2 separate regions of the Danio rerio genome follow, and region 1 is linked to region 2. The links are chromatin contacts, called in public Hi-C maps. All regions are on one chromosome and are shown on one strand. Each heading gives the region's core, a stretch centred on a gene start, on an enhancer-like site or on the middle of the called end of the contact. The rest is flanking DNA. Distances are from core to core; before and after follow the strand shown.

Region 1 (5,307 bases), core at 2,630-5,129, 220 kb after region 2:
TATTTTGATGGTCCATTTAAGTATCAGTAGACTGTGATATCAGGACACATGGCTTTGGACGGCAGGGGTGGGACTATGCTTTAAAGGTATTATGCTAAACTATTAGCATTTTGGCAGATCACCTACTGCACCTTTAACATGTCACCAATAGAAGATAGAAATTACCAGAAGGTACCCAAATGATAATTATAGTTCCCATTAAAACTAATATAGTTACCATTCTTAATTCTATGAAGAATTTTGTTGTTTTTTCCCCAGCAGGGCTTCTTGCATTTACAGCTGAACTCACTCATAGGAGCCTTTAACTTCCAAAACTTACAACAAAACACAAAGGAGTGTCACGAAATCTAGCTTTGCACTTTAATAAAAAAGCTGCAAGCATTGCCCCCTTTTTCTTGACATTTCACAAACCAGTGACAAGGTGATAGCCCAGCTACAGCTGTTGCTAAGCAACACAATTGCTTTGCAGTCTTGAGGGAATTTTTCTGTCCTGTCTGGCTTTGGAGTAAATCACATTGCTGTGCAGGACTCCAGCAACATGCATTCATGTCATTATCAACGCTGGACTAATATCTTAATAGCAGGCTGACAATTAGAGCATGATATCTGGCGTTTTCATGTTTTCTGAACCAATAAAAGGGTCCTGAGTGACAAGCGTGCTGAATGCAGCAAATTAATGAATTTCCATGGAAGGCTCAGTGTGTCTCTGGAAACTCATTAACATAAACGAATCAAACAGAGTCCATTCGTCTACTTGAGCTACTGCTTTCCCAGGTGTCCTTTAAGTTGATTAAGAGATTAATTGCATTTTTGATGATCGTCTCATTTACTTTTTGTGATGGATATCATGTATGTTGTAGTTTAAAGGTCTGAGAATGATGTGCACTTAGTGAAAATAATTGCTCTGCCATGAAAGTAGTTGAAACAAAAGAGAAAATTATCAATATACTAAAAAAAAAAGTCCCCAATGTGAAATCATGATCGCCAGTTCTCAAAACTGCCCACTACAAACGGTCCTTCAGCATGAATTGATTTTTGGCAAGTTACATTTTAAAACAAGGTGATGCATTTCAAAGAACAGATTTTTGGTTCATCGCACCTTTCATCCCTTCGGAGCTTTCGCTCTTTAAGGTAGACCCAAAGGATTAGAGATAAGGGAATAAAACACTCAAAATGAAACACATCCTTACTTCACCCCTTTAAACACAAACTTTTTAGTGAAAAATGGTGTCATCCATCCTCACCTCCCCTTTTGTTTTTAAAAAATACACCTTAACTATTCTAATACTGCCTAATACATTCAACATAAACAACAAAATTGTATTCATTCATTTTATTTCATTCATTTTATTTGGCTTAGTCCTTTTATTAATCAGCCGAATGAACCGCCAACTTATCCGGCATATGTTTTACACAGTGGAGGATGCCCTTCCAGCCACAATCCAGCACTGGGAAACAGCCATAAACTCTTGCACACACATACGCTACCGCCAATTTACCTTTTCAAATTCACCTACTGTATACCACATGTCTTTGGACTGTGGAGGAAACCGGAGCACCGGAAGAAACCCACGCGAACACGGAGAGAACATGCAAACTCCACACAGAAATTCCAACTGACCCAGCCAGGGGTCAAATCAGGGACCTTCCTGCTGTAAGGTGACAGACATGCTATTCTATAATCCAGACATGCTATACCCCATTATGCGAATTACATTTGTCAGTTGCTATTTGTTTATATTTACATTTAGCCATTTAGCAGATGCTAGTCGGTAAAAGGGATAACTGAGTGTTATTTTTAGTCAGTTAAGTTTTGACGAAATGTGTCTTCAGATGTTTATAGGCTGGGAGCTAGCCTATTGAATGGGCTGGTTCTTTTTTCTTAAAAGTAGACCATTTGCTTTATTTTCTATTTTTCTATTTAATATTGAGGATTAAATACTGCATTTTAGTGACATTTTAAGCACTTTTTTGGGATTAGCTTGTCAGATGGTGACCATACTTTTTGATGCAACAACATTTTTTTTTTTTACATTTTTGTCAATGTGCTCAAAATACTATTTTACCACAAAAGCTTACTGTATATGTTTTTTTTTTTTTTTGTTGTTTGTACTAACATTTAACATTTTTGAATGGTTCCCTGTTTATAGCACTTTCCATGAGGTTTCATGTAAAATGATCCACTGCTGTTCAAGAGTATATTGACCATCAATAGAAGCACAGAAACAAAAAGGAGTTCAAACTATCCATGAACACTTGATTTAGCCTGATATTTTAAGAGTCATATTTATATTTGGTCCCACTTTATATAAGGGTGGCCTTAACTATGTACTTGCATCAAAAATAAATACAATGTACTCACTGTGTTTATAATGTATTGCAGAACACTTCTGGTGCTCTTGAGGTGGGACACAGGTAAGGCTAAAGACAGATAGTAGTGATGGGTTTAAGGGTGGGTTAGGTTGTAAGGGATGCTCAACAGTGCAAGTAGAGAAATTAATTACAGATTGTAAGCATATATTTAATTAATCCTAAGTACAATGTACAAGCATGTATTTACACAACACGTACATTGCAACAAACTATTTTCTGTGTAAGTACATATTAGTTAAAGCCACCTAATATAAAGACGGCCTTGTATTCAAATTTAAATCAGATTAAGAATTCTAGAAAGGCCACTTATGATGAAAATCAACTATTGTAAACTGTTTGGGCAGAACTGTGTGTTGGTATAGTGTGTCCACAGTCACATTGGAGTGATAGAAACACAATCAGTTTCTTTTTTTAAATTTCCTGACATTAAAATTGGACTCAAAATGTATTAGGATGTCTCTGTAGTAACGCTTATAATCATATCAACAAGACAGGATGTGCGCAAAGTAACTGGGATTTAAAGATCTCTTTAGCTCTTTGTGGTCTGTGTGGAACTTTATAACGGCACTGTGTGCGACTCATCATTGCAGAAAGGCTTGAATTAACACTTGGGAAAGTTCTTACTGTAGTAAGGAAGATCTGCTTCATTACTGTCAGTCACTTTGCTGTTTATCTATGTGAAGGCTACACGCATCAGAGAAATACTGAAAGATCTCTGTGGCTCTGACTCACAAATGACCAGCTCATTTGCATTAAAGGCACAGGCAATAAAAACAGCTACAATGCCCCAACAGCTCAAATTTCTCAGATTTAAAAAGGTAAAACAAATAATCACATGGGTATTTTGAGCTAAAGCTTTACAGACACATTCTGGAGACACGAGACAATTAAATCTTTAAAAAAGGGTAAAATAGGTGCCTTTTAAAATATCTTGGCTTATGGTCCATATTAAAGTTCATACTGGTTTGGAACAAAATGAAAAAATGACAGATGACAGAAGAATTGACATTCAATGATAAAGGACGATGCATGAATGTCTTCATTCCATATCTTAAAAATAAACTTCTGGCATCCTATAAACTGTAAGCCTAAAGAGTTTAGCTCATCTCGCTTCACTTTGGTCTTAAGTTTTAGCACCTGACACATCCTCGACTAACTGGAGAACCCAAGTGTGACTAAGTGGAGAAACTCTACAAAAATGAAGAAAGGTGAAGCCTGTGGGATTTTCTCAGAAAGCGTGCAGCGGAAGAGGAAGAATGTAGGTGTCTTTGCCACTATTTAGCATGCACACCTCCTCGCTCGCCCCTTATGGTGTCATTTCCTCTGAATAAAACCTGCAGGAAGACACAAACAAACAGATAAATAATGAAAAGCTCAAAGAACTGGTGGGCCAAAGAAGTCACGATTCATAGTCAGTCAAAGGGAGTAAAAATAACCCTCTGGTTTCTATTTCTCCCTTCCTCCTGTGTGAGGGATATTTTTAGCAGCTGGAGACGTGTTTCATTGAGGCAGCAGAGCCACTCGTCTGAGGCTCGGCGCACGTGAGGCTGTGGCACATGCAGGGATGAGGAAGAGAGAGAGGAGAGGAGCTGATTCACCAAGAGCTACAGCATCACTTCACTTTAAACTACTCAAACTGTTCTGCATGCTGTACTCTCTTCCGTCATTCACAAGAAAACGTTGCAAGATATTTTCTGCTTACATACATGAATCTATGATATTGTTGATGGTGGTGACATTGATTGATACTGATACAACAGCAATAGGAGAATTGATTGGTGATGCTGTTTTTATATTGGTCTTTAACTCCACAAACCTGCTCTATCATGCATTGTTTATAAATTTAAGACATTTCAAGATGAACATTGACTTGACTGGAAATACAAGGAATCACTTGATTATTCAGAGTACATGATTTTGTGGCATAATTATGCTATAATGCGAGTATGCTGTAGATATCATCTGCTTTTACATACATTCATTTTCTCTACGGTGTAGTTTCTTTATTAATCTGGGGTCGCCACAGCGAAATGAACCACCAACCTATCCAGCATATGTTTTATGCAGTGGATGCCCTTCCAGCCGCATCCCATCACCGGGAAACACCCATACACTCTCATTCACACACATGCACTACGGACAATTTTATTTACCCAATTCATCGTTATCATCAGCTTTTGTTTTTTTATTATTTTTTGTTTGCTTGGTAACTGTTTACTTGAATGGGTGGTTATAAGACTGGCACATTATTAATATTCATTGTAAAAAAAAAAAAACATAAAATTAACAGCACTTAACCTTAAAAAATATGGTAAACTATCATAATTCATGAATTTATATGATTCTACAGCAGTGTTTTGAAGTACAAAAATCTACATATCTTACCTTTGTTATACAGACAAAAACACACCCTAAACAGGTGATGAGAAAGTCATATGATGAACCAAAGTTCATCACAGACAACATTTACCAGGAACAGAGAAACACACTAATATACTGTATAAAAGGTGATAGTCAATCACACAACTGCTTAACACGATCATGGTAACACACATGAAATTTAAATAATGCAATAAATATCCTGGGAAAGTCAATGGTATATATGCACAGTGACTTTTAATTTTCAGCCTGGCAGTCCAAGGGCTTTCGGTAAACTTTCTTTCCATTACAAAATTGTCACGTTTAAGATCTGATTTCTTTAAAAATCTGCAGACTTTACTGCCTGTTAGATATACAATATTAAGTGGGTCTCAGATCAGACAAGAAGCACTGCATTAAAACCCATTTCCACTGCCATGTCTTTAAAATATGACTATGAAATATGAATTTCAGCGCTAGTGGTTACAATGGTCTTTAATCTCGTTTTAAACTTGAACAACTAAATGAATGCTTAAGTCTATTTACTGCGCATAGAGCCCATTTCTGGTTATTAAC
Region 2 (5,118 bases), core at 1,115-3,614:
TCCTCACTGTCTCGTTCATGAATTACCTTGCACTGGAAGTGGGATCCCTCGTACTTCATGCAGCCTGAGGTCAGCATCGCCTCGCCGTGCTCATCCTCCTCTATGATAGCAAAACAATGGCCGTTTGTCCTGGGCAAACACACAAAGGTAGTTTAATTCAGATTGTTCACATTTAATTGAGAAGAAGTGAGATGAGGATAGTGTACTCACTCGCAGGTGTTGTTTGTGGCATCTTCTGGGCAGTGGCCTGAACAGTAGCAGCTAAGGAAGCGGGCAGCATCCTCTGGGGCCACGGTGGACCCGTCTCCTGCCTGAGCTCGCCTTGGATCTGATCCAGGCTTGACTCCAGTGCCATGAAGCATGTAGTCTGGGTTTTGTCCACCTAAGGTTAAAATAGAGGAAATCAGATTTTTTTTAGATATCCCAGAATGTGACTGTCCATAGTATTTTCATCATTACTCGTCTATATTTATGCAATCGTGATGAATCAAATCTTGCTAGAGAAATCATTGTGTCAAAGCATTTCAAACCAATAAAACCAAAATGTACGATTAGTATTGCTGTTCATTTCACTCAGTGATCTTGATATCATAAAGTTAAAGGTTTCGTTCATCCAAAAATGAAAGTTCTGTTATTTACTCAACCCCATGTCATTCCAAACCCCTGAGACAAATTACAATATTTTAGATGAAATCAGAGATCTCTCTCATCCTCCATACGGCCCTGAGATATTTAAAGCTCAGACAAAGAACCAAAAACATTGTCAAAACATTCTATGTAACTTCAGTGTTTCAACTGTAATCTTACAAAGCGTCAAAAAAACTTTGTTCAGCAAAACAAACTGTAAATATGACAGTTTGCCTGCAAGCGCCGTACTGCTGATAGTAAATTTGCAATTTAATCTGACCCAGAAGACATGGGCAAGTACATTTTTACAGTTTTTATGGCACACAAAAATGTTCTTGGAAATTTTAATTTTTTCAGTTGAACCCCTAAAGTCACAAGAGAAGTTTTGAAGTCACATACAAACTTTTGACAATGGTTTTGGTTCCTTTTCTGGACTATTAACATCTCAGGACTGTCGACGTCTATGGAGGACAAAGAAGCTCTCAGATTTCATCTAAAATTTCTTAATTTGTGTTTTGAAGACAAACTGAGGTCTCAGGGATTGGAAAGACATCAGAGTGAGCAGTTAATAATAGAATTATAATCATTTGGGTGAACTGTACATTAACAATTCTACTTTGATAACAGTAATACAAAGGAAAATGCTATGCATTTGTGGTATTAATTTGATTCCTTCTAAGTCAAGTAAATGCTTCTCTTTGTGAATGGCTTGAATCATTTGTTCAATTCAATCAGAATTTTTTTAGAAATTAAACACTGTGTGTCAACAACAAACTCCTGTAGTAGTTTCATATTTTAGTTGGCAAAACTGACAATCTAAAACGTTTTATGATATTATCTTTTTATTTACAAACTGTCACACACATGCCTTTTTCAGGACAAAAACTGTCCTTGTGTCATACTGCACTTATTGCTCATGTGATACTGCATAACTACTAAAATATGAGACAAAAACCAAAACACAGGGAACTTTTGCCTTAGTATCTTGGATTTTAGGGCCATATTCTGAATTCTGTAGTCCCCAACATGCAGCAAAATATGATATACAACCCTTCTGGAAAATTATTCTTTAAAAGTGCTGTGTAGCGTAGATTTGATTTTCATTCAACATTATTAACATAACGTTTTAATAACTTTAGTTTAATAACTCATTTGTTTTGTTTTTGCCATGCTGACAGTACATATTTTTTACAAGAAACTAGTCTTAAGCTTAAAGTGCAATTTAAAGGTTAAACTAGGTTATTTATTAGGTTAAATAGGCAAGCTAGGTTAGTTTTTATTGTAGCCAATCAAAAGAAAACTAAGTGATATTTATAATACTGACCTTAAAATTGCTTTAAGAAAAGAAAATTTTTTTCCAACTTATCTTCATTTTACAAACTCTGTAAAAACATCCTTGCTTTGTTAAACATCACTTAGGAAATGTTTAAAATTTAATAATAATAACTTTTCACAGGAGGGCTAATACAATTTTGTCTTCAACTGTATATACAATCACAAAACATATTCAAATCACAGCCACATGGACACAAGCCCTGTCTTATTCACTTTAATCTGTGCTCACTTATACTGCAGGGGATCTTGGATAAATAGGTGGGAGTACGGAAAACAGATCACTACAGCCTGTGAGTAAAAACAAGAGGGAGATAAGCTTTGAAATCTGGGACAGAGAGACAGAGACATGTAGATTTGTCAGTGCTGTAACCTGATCCAACTGAGTGCGTGAGCATTTTGTCACAGACAGACAGGTTGCATATCACCCCGGGTACAAAGACTCGTGTGTTTAGTAATGCTGTGGGTGCTTCCTCTTAGAGCCGTGCTGCTCGTCCTGCAGGTCCGGACAGGCCTAAACCCAGTCAAAATAAGGCCACACTAAAACAGGCATGCTGCTGTTTAGTAAAGCACTACATTCCACACCTAGGATCTCATTACAAGAGGCGCGATTCAAACCTGTCCAACGTCTCAGACTGCTTCAAGCCTGCCCTACATCTCTATCACTCAAAAAGAACATAAATATCAGATGGCGACGAGAGTCTCAAGTGTCCCTCAGAATCACAGCGCCTCATTTCCCATAGTTGATGTGCAAAACCAAACAAATATAAACAGCAAACCCCATCCCGTAGGAATATCTTACCTGCTATCAGCAGTTACACGACAGTGACACCTCCAGCTGTATAAGCTGGGGTGGAGAGCACTAAATATTGATATAGGGATTGATAACACACCAGTGTGGAGCCACAAAGCTTTAAACCCTCATAAATGATATCAGCTGAGGGGAAAAAATATCAGAGGAAGAGAGCAAACAAACCGCTTGTTAAACATCTACAGGAGAATCACTCAATTCACTCAGTTCATAATCCATTCAGTTATAATCACTGAGGCTGTCAAATTAATCATATCCACAACAATTATCTTCATGAAATAAAGGTATCAGATAAAAAAAAAAACAACAACTATAAATTACATGCAGAATTTTGCATAATCTTATTGCACTTTTTACACTTTTTGAATTAGGAAATAGCTATGCGTTAATGGACTTTAAAAGCACAACGAGGAGACAAAGGTTATTTAAAATCCTTTAATACATCGGTCAGTCATGACATTTCGAGCATTTTTTACCAGATAAATGATGAAACTAATAACACAGGCTTTATCAGGTACTTTGAATCATCATCACACCTTGACATCCATATTAAAAAGCTTGTCACGCTGCTGTTTTTGACAGTTTGGTGCCATCTTGTGACTCAATAATATGTAGGTTAGTGTATGCTCCATTCAGCCATATTCAATTTGGTCATCTTTGCACTTATTAAAGGATTAATAAACTATTATGGCTCAGAAAATTTTTTTGTGTTCATTGTTAAACCCAATAAAGTACATCCAGTTGTTTGTTTTGCAGATTTAAGCCTTTCAGACCTATACAACAGATAAACCCGTCAGGCTTTATTTCATGGTAACAACTGCCTGAATGTACTTTATTTCTTATTGAATGCATGACATGTTATACAAGTTATAAGTAGTTTTGCTCTTTGCCAAGAAATATCTGATGGTGCATGCATGCAAATGACTTTCATATCTATATAGCTCATGGTAACCTATGCTAGCTACTTCTTCACAAAATATTTGCAAGTTGGTTATTCCTGAGTTGGTTAAACATGTCTGTGTCCTCAAGATTACACAGAGGAGTGAAGGATCCATCAAGTGTGTCTGGCTTACTATTAGGGGTGTTATGGATCACGGTTGATCCGTGACTCATACGGCTCACAACCCATGGTTCAGAACACACGTGACCCGCGGATCAATAAAAAAAAAAAAAGTTAACTCGTAGATTAATTTTAAATATTTCACAGAGAAAGATTGCCTCTTGCATCATTCAAATGAAGTATGAAAGTATTAAGGCTTTTCTGTAAAATATAATAATGACGAAAGATGTTGTGGTAGGTTATTCGAAATGTGGTGGGTTTCTTAGGTGTTTTCTGTCACTACTTGTTAAGTCTGCATTAATGCATTCAGTGTAAGCTGCACGATTATTCATTAAAAGATCTGGATCTCAATATCCACGCAACATAAATTATAAATGATTGTGATTTGCATATGTTTATTAATCCTAAGAGATTCAGTCTTTTGTCTTTTGAGTTGGTTATGTTAGGACAGTCAAATAACACCGAAGTACTGGGAGATAACAGTTTATATTTAAATAAAACCACTGATGTTTATGGTAAAGAATAAAATCACTAAGGGTGTCACGATTCGAAATTTATGCTCGATTTCGATTATCGAATCAAAAAATAGAATCGTCGATGCTGCCACGCCCCCATGTCACGTCAGCTTGGCTTGCCAAGCGGGAAAAAACACGCTTGTTAAAGTGCTTGTTAAACTGTGCCAACGCAGGTGACCCATCTACAGAGCTTAAACCTTCAGGGCTTGACAATAAGGACTGCCCGATAGCCCGGAGCCAGCGTGTGAGACGCTCGGGCCAGTGTACAGTGGTGCCTTGATGCCTGACAGATCGAGCCAGAGCTGCGTGCTGCGACTGTCTGTCAATTGTGTGCAAATACAATCTTACGGTGCTTTGACACATAGACGTTTGTTTCGGAATCTGTCTCGTTTCCCCTGTTAGCGTGGTTTGTTTGGCATATATCCAGTAGTTGCGCTCAAGAAAAAAGTGATTGACAGGTGGTAATTATGTGTGTAACTTGCCTTTATTCATTTACTGTATGATTTGTTTATGGGTAAAACAAAGACCATGCAGGTCAGGTAGTTTAAACGGTAGGCTACAAATAATTAATTTGTTATTAATTAATTAATTATTCATAATCGAAAATCGAATCGAATCGTGACTTAAGAATTGAAAATGTAATCGAATCGAGAATTTGGAGAATCGTGACACCCTTAAAAATCACCATTGTATACATTTAATGATGCTCAAAATTTAGCAATGTTGTAGGCAGAAATTGCATTATTTAACCAATAGGTGGCGACAACCAGCCG

The links. Hi-C and Micro-C count contacts between places; a contact is called where the count stands out from the background.
Region 1: a Hi-C map of embryo shows a contact between it and region 2, with 1.8 times the contacts expected there. The contact joins two enhancer-like sites. A contact is called at or near these places in 1 of 18 Hi-C or Micro-C datasets (embryo) and 1 of 4 datasets of contacts at active chromatin or transcription factors (caudal fin).

What each region holds. Positions count from the first base shown.
Region 1 is chr12:27,982,597-27,987,903 of GRCz12tu, forward strand. No RefSeq gene overlaps it. Among named protein-coding and RNA genes, the nearest start is that of opn4b, 32 kb to the left of the region's middle. Within about 2 kb of position 3,880, at least 4 of the 62 cell types and tissues checked have an H3K27ac peak or open chromatin away from gene starts, as enhancers often do.
Region 2 is chr12:27,759,392-27,764,509 of GRCz12tu, forward strand. It overlaps bmpr1ab (bone morphogenetic protein receptor, type IAb), which reads right to left. Exons shown (of 13, transcript NM_001004585.2): 4 at 211-382; 5 at 27-129. Among named protein-coding and RNA genes, the nearest start is that of mmrn2b, 29 kb to the left of the region's middle. Within about 2 kb of position 2,365, at least 23 of the 62 cell types and tissues checked have an H3K27ac peak or open chromatin away from gene starts, as enhancers often do.